Linked DNA regions of Gossypium arboreum: all the other regions are linked to region 3. A link is a contact called in public Hi-C data. All regions are on one chromosome and are shown on one strand. The core of a region is the stretch at or near the end of the contact, and the rest is flanking DNA. Distances in the headings are between cores, read along the strand shown.

Region 1 (3,677 bases), core at 827-3,326, 280 kb before region 3:
AAGAGTTTCACTTCAACTAAGCAAAATACACTAACAACAAAGGAAAAAAGCAGGAACTTACCAACCGCTGAAGAAAATCACCATGGAGAAATTGTGAGAAATGTACACACTGAAAATGGGTCCAAAAGATTTCCTCTTCCCAGTCCCTACAATCCTTACATGTATCTTCCATTTGCTTTAACCAAAGAGAACTGCAACTCAGAACTCAGATGATCAACAAAACAATAGAAAGTGTTAGAGATGATAGAAATATCCTACTGCAAAACAAAATCATTAGCAGCGAAAATAAACTAAATGTGAACATATAAAATAATCACTGTGGCATCTAAAAATGGCTGTCTTAGAAGTAAATTCGCCGTAATCTTGTAGTGAAGATCGCCCCTAACGTTAACACAGAACTTCTATATTTATAAAGGTTTTCTAGAAAAGAATCGGGAAAAAAAAACAAAAAATTAGTCGAAAAATTTTGACCCAAAAAACTGCAAAAAGAAACAGACAAGAGAAAAAGAGAAGAAGAACCTACTATTAAAATAATAGTGTCAGTTTTTTAAAACAGCAGAGAATTTTCCACAATCAAAAATATTTCCTGCAACAGTAAGAGAATTTTCCCCAACTGAATATTTTTTGCACTACCAACAGAAGATCTATCTAAAGAAGGAAGCAGACTGCTCACCTTAATGGGTTCAACCCAGAAGTCAAAGAAAATGGAAGAAAATAAAAAGAAAAACCCAAAAGTTGTAAGTTATTAGCTATGAAAAGTACAATTCATCTGCAGGCTGGTTTTCATCATTCTGAAATAAATGCTTTGCTATTATAGTTCATTTAGTTTTAAAATTCTGGGTCACTGAAGAAGCCAAAGGCATTACTGAGAAGTTAAAACTAAAGCAAACAAAAATTAGTAAAGATGATCGAATTGTTTGTACCAGAGAGAAGGATGGAGTTGGTGGAGCTGAGACTGAGACTGAGACTGAGACTGAGCTGGAGTAGTGGACCCGTAGGGCAGGAGTCTCTTTATAAGGACGTCTTAAAGGGCGAGCCTTTTTTGTTATGGAGTGGATTAAGAACATAACAAATAGTTTAGAAAACATGGCACTTGGCAGTTAACATTTCCCACGTTTCAACTTCGGGGACAGCGCCGTTTGGTCTGGTTTCCACAACCCCATCATGTTTGGTCCGGATAAGGGACTAGAAGTGGGTGGCCGGTTCTGCTGTGAGCTTAAAAAAATAATAAATTACACTATCAGTTATTCAATTTTGATACAAATGATAAAATTATCACTTTAATTTTAATTTAATCACTTAATTTTTGAAAAATAATAATCATTAACATTATTAAAAAGTGATAAATTAATTACTCATTAATATTTTTTGTCATAGACCAAAACCCAGGCCAAAATCCAAACCACAACTTCCAATTTATACCCTCTAAGCTACATTGTTATGTTGCCAAACCACAACTTCCAATATTGCCAAAATCAGAAACAAATATTGCAACCTAACTGTAGAAATATCACAACCAGCTACCCAAATATGAATAAAAACATCCAAATATAAACATGTAAATTATGTCAATATCTATCCAAAAAGAAGTTTAAATAGAGACATATGGATATAAAAGAAATTTACCTGAACATTAAGGGTGGAGCGGTTCCCAGGAGAAGGTTGAGGCAAGCACAAAATAGGGGTGCCCTCAGCATGGACAACAAGGCTTACACCAACACTCAATGGCCACCCATCTTAAGCTAAAGTGGAAAGGGTCCCTATAAAAAACATTTCCATTATGGTCTTGGAAACCTCAGCGGGAAATGACTTGTGGCTGGTTTTTGTTGGTGGGACTGAAACAGTGGAGAGCGAGGAGCATAATTTGAATGAGGGTTTGGGTTTTGCTTGAAGGAATTTGGGTTTTGGAGGGAAGGGTGGAAGGAAGTGTGTCGACAAGGATTGAGTTTGGATTTGGAGACTCATTTTCATTCCCCTTCGGATTTCCTTGCTAAGATAGATATGATATTAGATGTCTTCGCTGTGTTGGTATTTTTTGAGTGATAAAACAGAAGATTAGGTTATTAAATGTTCGCAATAATAATAATAATAATAATGAGTACAAGAAAAAGAAATGGAAATGACCTCAAAATGAGATGAGATGGTGCATTTAGTTAAATATGGTGAAGGAAAGTTCTCGATCCTTCTCGTCATTGGAACTATTCTCTGTGAAGCTTGTCCACTGTCGTTACCGTGATCCACAACCTCATGCTGCTGTTGAACTACTCTATACTTTTTCTCTAATTCTCCTCCTCCTCCTCTTCCTCTTTTTTTTCATTCTTCTTCTTTGGTTCTTTTTCTTTTACTGCCCAACCCAGCTAAGGTTTTAAATTGGGGTCATTTACACAGTAGGATGCCATGTCACTTTTCTGTTAGGTTTGTAATAAAAATGGTTAAAATGACCGATTTGTTATTTTTCAAAAGTTGAGTGGTTAAATTAAAATCAGAGTGGTTGTTTTGCCAACTGCATCAAAATTGAGTGACTGTTAGTGTAATTTACTCAAAAAGAAATTATGATAAACTTTTACCTATTGAATAGGTTTTTTAGACACTATATCTATTGAATAGATTACAAGTTAATAATTTATATATTATCATAATTTTTGGTGTTTTTTATAATAATTAAGTAAATAAAATAAAATAAATTTATTAAGAGAACCAAACTTTATATCTCCTCATTTTTTTGATACTATCTCATATTCTTTTAATATTCTCTCGTAAATTTTTTTACTTCAATTTTTTTATATTTCATCATAATTTTTTTGTATTCTATCATAATTTTTATATTTCTTAGAATTTTTATATTCTTTTTTATATTATCTCATAATTTTTCATATTGTTTCAAAAAAAGAATTTGGTACGATATATAGTTTTGAGTAAAAAATATTATTCTTAAATATAATGAAATTTTAATGAAATTTTTTACGGAAAAATTATAATCATTAAATTTTAAATTTGTAATGCCAAATTTTGGTATTGAAAAATTATATTTGATGATACTTTTTTAATGTGAAAAATTAAATAAATGAAAAAAGTTACTAAAACAAACCAAAAATTGTTAACCTTCATAATTTTCGGTATCCTCTCAAGTTTTGTTGGTATTCCTTCGGTAAATTAACAATATATGCCAAATTTTTTTATTTGGCCTTTTAGGTCGTTTTTTTTTTCAAATTTAGAGAAATAAGTCATTTTTAGAGAGAGAAAGGGAAAACATGCCTAGCTGGACGCGCTTTCCCCCTCTCTCTCCTAGGGTTAGGGTTTTTTATTTTGTTAGGTAGAGGGGTTTTGTTAGGGTTAGGATTTTTTAAGGGTTTAGGGTCAGAGTTTAGAGGTGAAATTGCAAAAAATTTATAAGTAGATTTGAGGGGTCGAGAATGTAATAATGTGCCTTAGAACAGATATATTTCATATTTCATGGCGGAAAGAACCATTACCTCATAAACCCATCCTAAGGAAGTTAGGATTTGGGGTGATAGTGCTTGATATGGTCACCGGTTGATGTCTAGGTGGAGGTCCCTGTTGACGGCCGTGACGTGGTCACAGTTTCAAGTATAACTAGGGGCTAGTTGATGGTCGTTTTGTAGCCACGAGTTCAAGCTTTTTGGATACCCGCAAATGATGCCTTATATATATCATAC
Region 2 (3,574 bases), core at 709-3,208, 460 kb before region 3:
GCCAATTTTCCTCTTTTCCAAATGTTTGCAGGTCATGGGAGTGTCAGACGCGTGGAAGGCCGGTGATTGGCGCCCCGAGCGGTGGTGGCGCGCGTGAGAAGGCTGGTGGCTGAAGGCATGCGGCTAAAAACTTTGGTGGCTGCTGAAATTTTTTTTTTTAACATAGTGGGCTTGGGCTATTAGGGTTTATAAATTGAGTTTGGGTATTGTATTTGGACTAAGGGTAAAATTTGGGCCTTACATTGTGATTGTGCCATCAACAAATTGAAGCTTGTTCTTGGATAAGAGCGCCAGTTTCATTTCTCGAGACCAAGAATGATAATTCGAGCTTGATAAGGCAGGAAAAACAAGAACTAAGGCTAGATTTTCATTTGGATGAAGGTAATAAGGACTAGAAGGTAGTGTAGGATCATAGAGTGCCATTGGAAAGAAAGAAACCAATGAAAATCAAAGAAACAGAGTGTTTGGGAAGCGAGAAAATGTAGAAAAATGCAAGAGAATTTTACATCTGATACCATGTAGAAAAGGAGTGTAAGGGAATTGTTAAGAGTTCTTTTTCACCATTCAAAGGCTTAGTTATATACAACTTAAAAAAGAAAAGAGAAATAACAGAATTGAGAACTAACATAGGTGTAACAGACTAACTGCTACATCTGCTAACTAACTAATAGTTAAATTAGATCTATATTACTAACAACGTTAAATATAATTCTATGATATTGAAAAAAATTTAAAAAATTCTTCATTGAATAAAAAAATATTTTGAATTGATAACTCAATAAATTTACGCATTAAACATTTATGAACTATTGTCAGTATTTTTATTATATTGGTCTTAGAAGTATGATGCCTAAAATCTAATCATGCGGGTAGTTTTATTCTTCCACATTCTCGAGTAAATATGATAAAATATTATAATATAATGCTTAAACTAAAAATAATTAATATTAATTAAAATAACATATTAAAAATTACTTTAGATATAATTCTATCCAAATAAAAATTTTAAATGTGATTAATTATTATTTATATAATATTTAAACTAAAAATAATTATAATTAATTATTTTACTAATAATATTAACTAAAACAACCTATTCACAATTACTTTCAAGTATGATTATCAAAACAAAAATATTATTAGCAATTACGCAAATACTTATTTTAGAATTCGAAATAATATTATTATTTATTGCATTTATAATATATCTAATTTATTTACATCTATTTTGAGAGACCATGCCCATAGAAATCTAACATTCCTTATCTTTTAGTAATGATTACTTAAATTAATTATATAAAATTAAATTTTTATTAAAATAAATTATATAAATACATATATCTTTACGTACAAGTTACCTAACGTAAAAACAAAAAATTTGGCTATATTAAGGATTAGTCCGGTACCTGAGCCATTTTTTTTAAATTCTTAAAATTAATAAGGGTTTAAATATAATTTAGTACTTGAATTTGATTTAATTGTTTAACATGCTACTTAAGTATTTTTGTTTCAATTCAGTATCTAAGTTCGGCTTCAATGTTCGATTTGGTGCTTAAACTTTTCAATTTGATATTTGAGTTCTTTTGGTCCTAATTACCCAACTTTAGCTTCAATATTTAATTTTATTTTTTGTCACTTTTTTACTAGAGTTCATATGTCAAATATTCATTGAACCACATAATACCATTTGTATCAAATTAGACCTTAAAGCCAAACTCATGTACCAAATTGAATATAAAAGACAAACTCAGGTATCAAATGCTATATTAATAAAAAAAGGACAAAGTCAATGCGATAATTGGAGCGTAGCGTTTACGCGTTAACATTCTAACGCCGGTAGTTGCCTATCCAAACCACAGGCGCAATCTAATAACGGGTCATCAAGGAGTCAAGAGAAATGAACCTACAGATTGTTGCCACGTGGGGATTCAAAAGCTCAAACGCTATTGCGTATTAAAACATAGGAAAGAGGAACGATGGGAATCTTTTAGCTGTTAACGCGTCGGTAAATAAATACCAAGTTTCTTCGAAGAGTTTTCTTCTGCGATCTTCATCTTTTTTCTTTTTATTTATTTATTTATTTTTGACTTCTTTGGATCGGTCGATTGCCATATCGATCGGTCCTTCTATCTCTTCAATATCTCTTTGAAGGTCAGTAATTCATATTTCTCTCTCTTCATTATATTTTAAAAAGCTAGATTTGTTTTTTTATTGCCGTTGAATCGCGATTTTTGTCGTTAATTAATCGGGAAAGATTTTGTTTTAATTAGTTAGGCTGATTTTCATAAGAGATCTGAGGTTTTTTTGAATTTGAGATGATTTGAGTCTTTAGAGGCTTTGGTTTTTATATTACAGCCTTCAATTTTTGGGGAAATTCCTGCAATTTTCTGATACTGGTGAATTTTATGATTGGTGTTTGTTTTGGTTCCAATTCGATTTTTGTAGGAATCGGAGTTTCGGAGGTCTAGGAAAAGAAATGGCAGGTGGGTTTGGGGAATCAGCGAGCCATTCTCCCCACAATCCATCTTGCTCCACCAGTAATGCTAATGGTGATGCTGGTGATTTTGAGTGCAATATTTGCTTTGACTTAGCTCAAGACCCTATTGTCACTTTATGTGGGCATCTTTTCTGCTGGCCTTGCCTTTACAAATGGCTTCATATTCATTCCCGTTCTCAGGAATGTCCTGTTTGTAAAGCCCTTGTTGAGGAACAAAAATTGGTTCCCTTGTATGGAAGGGGGAAATCATCTACTGATCCTAGGTCCAAATCTATTCCGGGTGTTAATATTCCGAATCGTCCAGCTGGACAGAGACCTGAAACGGCTCCTCCACCACCACCTATTCAGTTTCCCCAAAATGGGTTCGGGTTCATGGGAGGCTTGGGAGGTTTTGCACCAATGGCAACCGCTCGATTTGGGAATTTCACTCTCTCTGCTGCTTTTGGTGGTCTTATCCCATCCTTGTTTAACCTTCAGGTCCATGGATTTCCTGATGCGGCTATGTTTGGTCCAGCTGCTGGTTTTCCATATGGCTTTCCAAGTTCATATCATGGTGGCCATGCTCATGGATACCATCATCACCACCACCACCATCATCATCGCACCGCACAAGGCCAGCAGGATCATTATCTGAAGATGCTGTTTCTGTTTATCATTGTTTGTGTTATCTTTGCAATGATTTACCAATAGACCATATCTGCTATCAAAGCATAAATTGCTAACTTATTTTAGGAGTGCCAATCCGATATCTTGTGTAAATCTAATAAATGCATTTTCATTTACCTTTTTGTCTTTTACTTAGTGATTGAGGAATTTTTTGTATAGTACTTCCCCTGTTGATTTTTGGTTCATCTGTTGGTTCGCCTTTGTATTTATGCTTTGGAATATCTTTCGCTGTCCTCTATGGCTGAAAAGCATCAATGTGTTTTAGCAACTACAATACACTAATTTGGCTCTTTTTCTTTTCTCCCTGCGCATCCTTGGTTTCAGCAAGATTATTGAGGCATGAGAGCAAGGTCATGTGTTTTCAGCTTATTTATCCTAATTCCAGTCATAATATCTTCAAGTGTTGGGTAA
Region 3 (3,795 bases), core at 923-3,422:
TTGACTTTGTCGATGCCTTCTTTAACAGATGATGGCTTGCTGGAGACCAGGATATCATTCAGCAGAAGAGCTAACCAACCTTGAGAAATTGGAACAGAAGATGGACCATGGTCTTCTAGAATGCAAGAAAGAATTCTTATGGCAGAGGACCGAATTTCATTGGAGGAAGATTTTCCAAAAACCCAAGAAAGCAGAATACCAGACCACTTTTGACTTTCTTCAATAGATAAATGCGAGTCCTCAGTTGAGAGCAATTCCAAAGCTTTTGCAAGAGCTTCTTGAACCTGCTGATGCTTTGATGTTATCTTTGCAGTTACCCTCATCAGTTCAAGACCCTTCTCCATTACAGTCCTCCGAGCTTGGTGGCTCCTCTCAACAGCAACTATAAAAGCCGATAAAGCCATTTGAGATAAGGAAATGTCTTCATTTTTGCTTGCATGTGAAGCAGTAGAAAGAAGACTGGATGCCCAATCAGAGACAGAGTCATTTAAGGGAAGATTATGATCTTCCAATAGCAACCGAGCCACCAAGCTACCATGCCATTTCACAGATCTCTCAGGTGCTAGTAAAGCACACATGACAGCCTCTCCGTCTCGATCCAATTCTTCAATATGAGACCTATTGATCTCCGACGCCATTGCCCAGTTGGCTAATGCCCACGCAGCGAAAGGCACAGCAACATGCTGAGAATGCAAATCATCCCAAAGACCAGGAACAACAGCAGCTGACAAATTGGCTTGTTCCACTGAACTACCATGCTTATTCATCAATGCAAGTGTTCTCGGAGTATCCCTATCTAATTCTGAAGGGGTATCATTTGAATGATCTAATGTCATATGCTCAGATGTTCTCGACAGCCCTATAGCAGTCGTCCCTTCAAGAATTTTAATTCCAATCCCTTTCATCCCTCTTCCACCATCATCATCATCATCATTTCTCTCTCCCTCGTCTAAATGCATGTCACCTTCTTCAATAACTTGAACAGCTGCAGCAATATCTCTCATTTCTGCATTTCCCGGTAGCCAAGGCTTAAAAGATTCCTTTTCTACACACTCACAATTGGATGTAACAATATCCATTATAGCAGCCACAAGCATACTTCTACCTTTCAAAGAATCAGAAATATCGAATGAACTACGACCCGAATGCTGCTCCCACACAAAAGCTATTTATCAATGGTAAAACAAAAAACTTAGAAGCACCAACAAGATTAGGGTGCAAAAAAGTTACATTTTCATAATCAGTATATAACAAAAAGAAATAAACACGTACCCTTTTAGATTTATTTTGAGGTTGACATGAAAAAATGAACCTCAACAGATAGGAAACGGCGCCTGGTCTTCCAAGCACGTCTTTGCGCACGTCGGGATCCGCAATTAAGTAAGCCAATGCCCTCGCCGCCTCAGCCTGACTGCCGCAAACATCTGCTTTGCCCACTGCTACCGTCTCCAGGAGCCAATCAACTACCGCGCCGCCACTAGCGTTCACAATCGCCGCTCTGCGGCTCGCATTGGCAGCGGCAATGTCCGCAAGCAAAGACGCCACGCGTAGCTCGAACCCAGCCCGAACTTCGTGGTTTGCGGATGACATCACCGACCTCAACGATTGCCACAAAACAGAGGCGGCAACGCTGGTTTGTTTGGCTTGGTGGACGATCCTCCTGAAGGACTCGTTCGATTTTTGCATCGTGTGCTCGATTGAGTCGTAAAGAGGACTTCTCCTAGGGCTAGGGTTACCGTTACCGCCGGAGGCTTCATTGCCTTTATTGGCAGATAAAACAGCGACGGAAGCAACGATAGCGGAGAGGAGAGTGGCGGAGAGGGCCAAAACGGAATTTCGAGAAAGAGAAACCGTTGCAGAAGGGCGAGTTGAAAGCTGAGTTTGAAAATTTTGCGGCGGCGGTGATTGGGAAGGGACGGGTTGCCGGTTTTTGAGATTGTTAGGGGATTCAACGGAGTTGGGAGAAAAGGAGGAAAACCGTCGCGTATAATGAAGATAGCAACGCCGACGAGATCTTAAGCAGTAACGAAGCATAATTTTAATTCGAAAAAATAAAGGAAAAGATTGGGAAATTCCGTTGAAGCCGCTGTTCAAGAGGATGGCGGGAGGAAAATGGTTGTTTATATATATAGATGGTAAGGACGGTCTATAAAAATGGAATTTTCTAGCCGCATATGCCAACCTTTTTGTCCCTTCCAATACCAGGCCTTTCAATTTTAAACCTTGGGCCTAATTAAAATGGGTTTAATACTCTCTACAAACAAATCAAAAATCCGATATGATGAATTTAAACTCAATTTAACTTGATTTTATCAACAAAACTCAAATTCACCTGAAGTCGATATGATTTCAACCTGAATTTATTTTCAATCCAACTCAAAATTAACTTGACTTGGGTCTAAAATTACTCAAATAAGTAATCCAGCTCTCTTTTTTTCACTTCTTTCGTCCCTTTTCTTGTCGTATCATTAACTATGTTCAACAAAATTGCCACCGTGTTTTTCCTTACTCTTTCATTAATTCTAATCTTGTCATCCAACAAATCACCTAAAACCCTAACTTCACTTGGTTCCCGCATCACTTTTTTACTTTCTTTACTAATGTAGTCGGTTCCAACCATTATATCAATATGTACCGTTCCACTTACTTATACATGAATAATATTAAATAATATAAAATTTATAATTTTTATCATTATATTAATGAATAATACAAACTTTTCCTGAAACATTATGTACCGATTGGTGCATGAATATTTTATATTAAAATTTATTTAATATAATCATTTGATATTTGTAAATATTTATATATATATTAAATATTTTTTAAAAAATATTGATAAATTTAAAATAATACATTGAAATATAACGTTATCAATACACACCAATTCTAATAGAAAAACGATACATCTACTAAACTATCTCGCTCTTCACGCCTTGCAATTTGCATCAACATTGTCATACATCCTCCACGATCCCTACACTTGCATCCTTAACTATCAATGGCACTGGAGCATGAACTGCCTCAAGACCCATCAAACAAACTCAATTCCATAATTAAAGTGTGGCCTCTGGCATCGCCTCCTATGCATTCTTAATCAATTGAGGGGACCCATTGTTATCAATGATGATCAATGCATAAAGAATATCACGTTTTGACTCAAATTTTTCAATAAATTATTTACATTTTTTTATAATTTTTTATATTTTTATAAAATTTTAAATACTTAATTTTTATAATTTTAATCCAAAATACTATATGATAAATGATATGTCATGCCGCATCAATAAAGTTATCAAATGAGGTGTCACATTACATCAGTAATGGCATTAGTAAAATCATCAAATAAGATGTCATGCTAGTTAACAAAGTTGTTAATTAAAATTGAATTTTTTTGACAAAAATTTCAATAATGTGGGCGACATTCAGAAAAAGAAAAAAATTAAATAACAATGAAAAAGAAAAGAAAAAACTTAGGGACAAATTTTGCAATTCTGCTTTAAGAAAATTTGAGAAAATAAAAAATCAACACATTAAAAGAAAAAGCATAAGAATCCACCAAAGACACTACAAGTATACAACTATATATATATATATATATATTTTGAAATAGAGACGACTGGGCTTTTATATATATAATGAACAGAAAAAATGGGCCACAGACCTGCCTAAGAAACAAAGAAAATAAAAGCCCTATCCGGAGCAAAGCCGAACAGGCAAGTTTCCTAAAAACAAAAATGAAACAGCTAAAGAAATATAAACCGACAACCTAATAGATGAATCTAGAAAAAGCAG

What was found. Hi-C and Micro-C count contacts between places; a contact is called where the count stands out from the background.
Region 1: a Hi-C map of leaf shows a contact between it and region 3, with 3 times the contacts expected there. The contact joins the promoter of LOC108480259 here to the promoter of LOC108480188 in region 3. A contact is called at or near these places in 2 of 5 Hi-C or Micro-C datasets (both in leaf).
Region 2: a Hi-C map of leaf shows a contact between it and region 3, with 2.3 times the contacts expected there. The contact joins the promoter of LOC108483628 here to the promoter of LOC108480188 in region 3. A contact is called at or near these places in 2 of 5 Hi-C or Micro-C datasets (both in leaf).

What each region holds. Positions count from the first base shown.
Region 1 is chr1:77,067,939-77,071,615 of ASM2569848v2, forward strand. LOC108480259 (B3 domain-containing protein REM16) reads right to left here and starts at 2,077. Exons shown (of 6, transcript XM_053029141.1): 1 at 1,627-2,077; 2 at 674-1,215; 3 at 62-191. The coding sequence starts at 172.
Region 2 is chr1:76,886,566-76,890,139 of ASM2569848v2, forward strand. It overlaps LOC108483628, which reads left to right and starts at 1,959. Exons shown (of 2, transcript XM_017787122.2): 1 at 1,959-2,151; 2 at 2,446-3,437. The coding sequence starts at 2,477. The coding sequence ends at 3,187.
Region 3 is chr1:77,346,150-77,349,944 of ASM2569848v2, forward strand. LOC108480188 reads right to left here and starts at 2,173. Exons shown (of 10, transcript XM_017783090.2): 1 at 1,273-2,173; 2 at 1-1,148. The coding sequence starts at 2,034. LOC108483116 (a long non-coding RNA gene) reads left to right here and starts at 3,780. Exons shown (of 5, transcript XR_008283524.1): 1 at 3,780-3,795.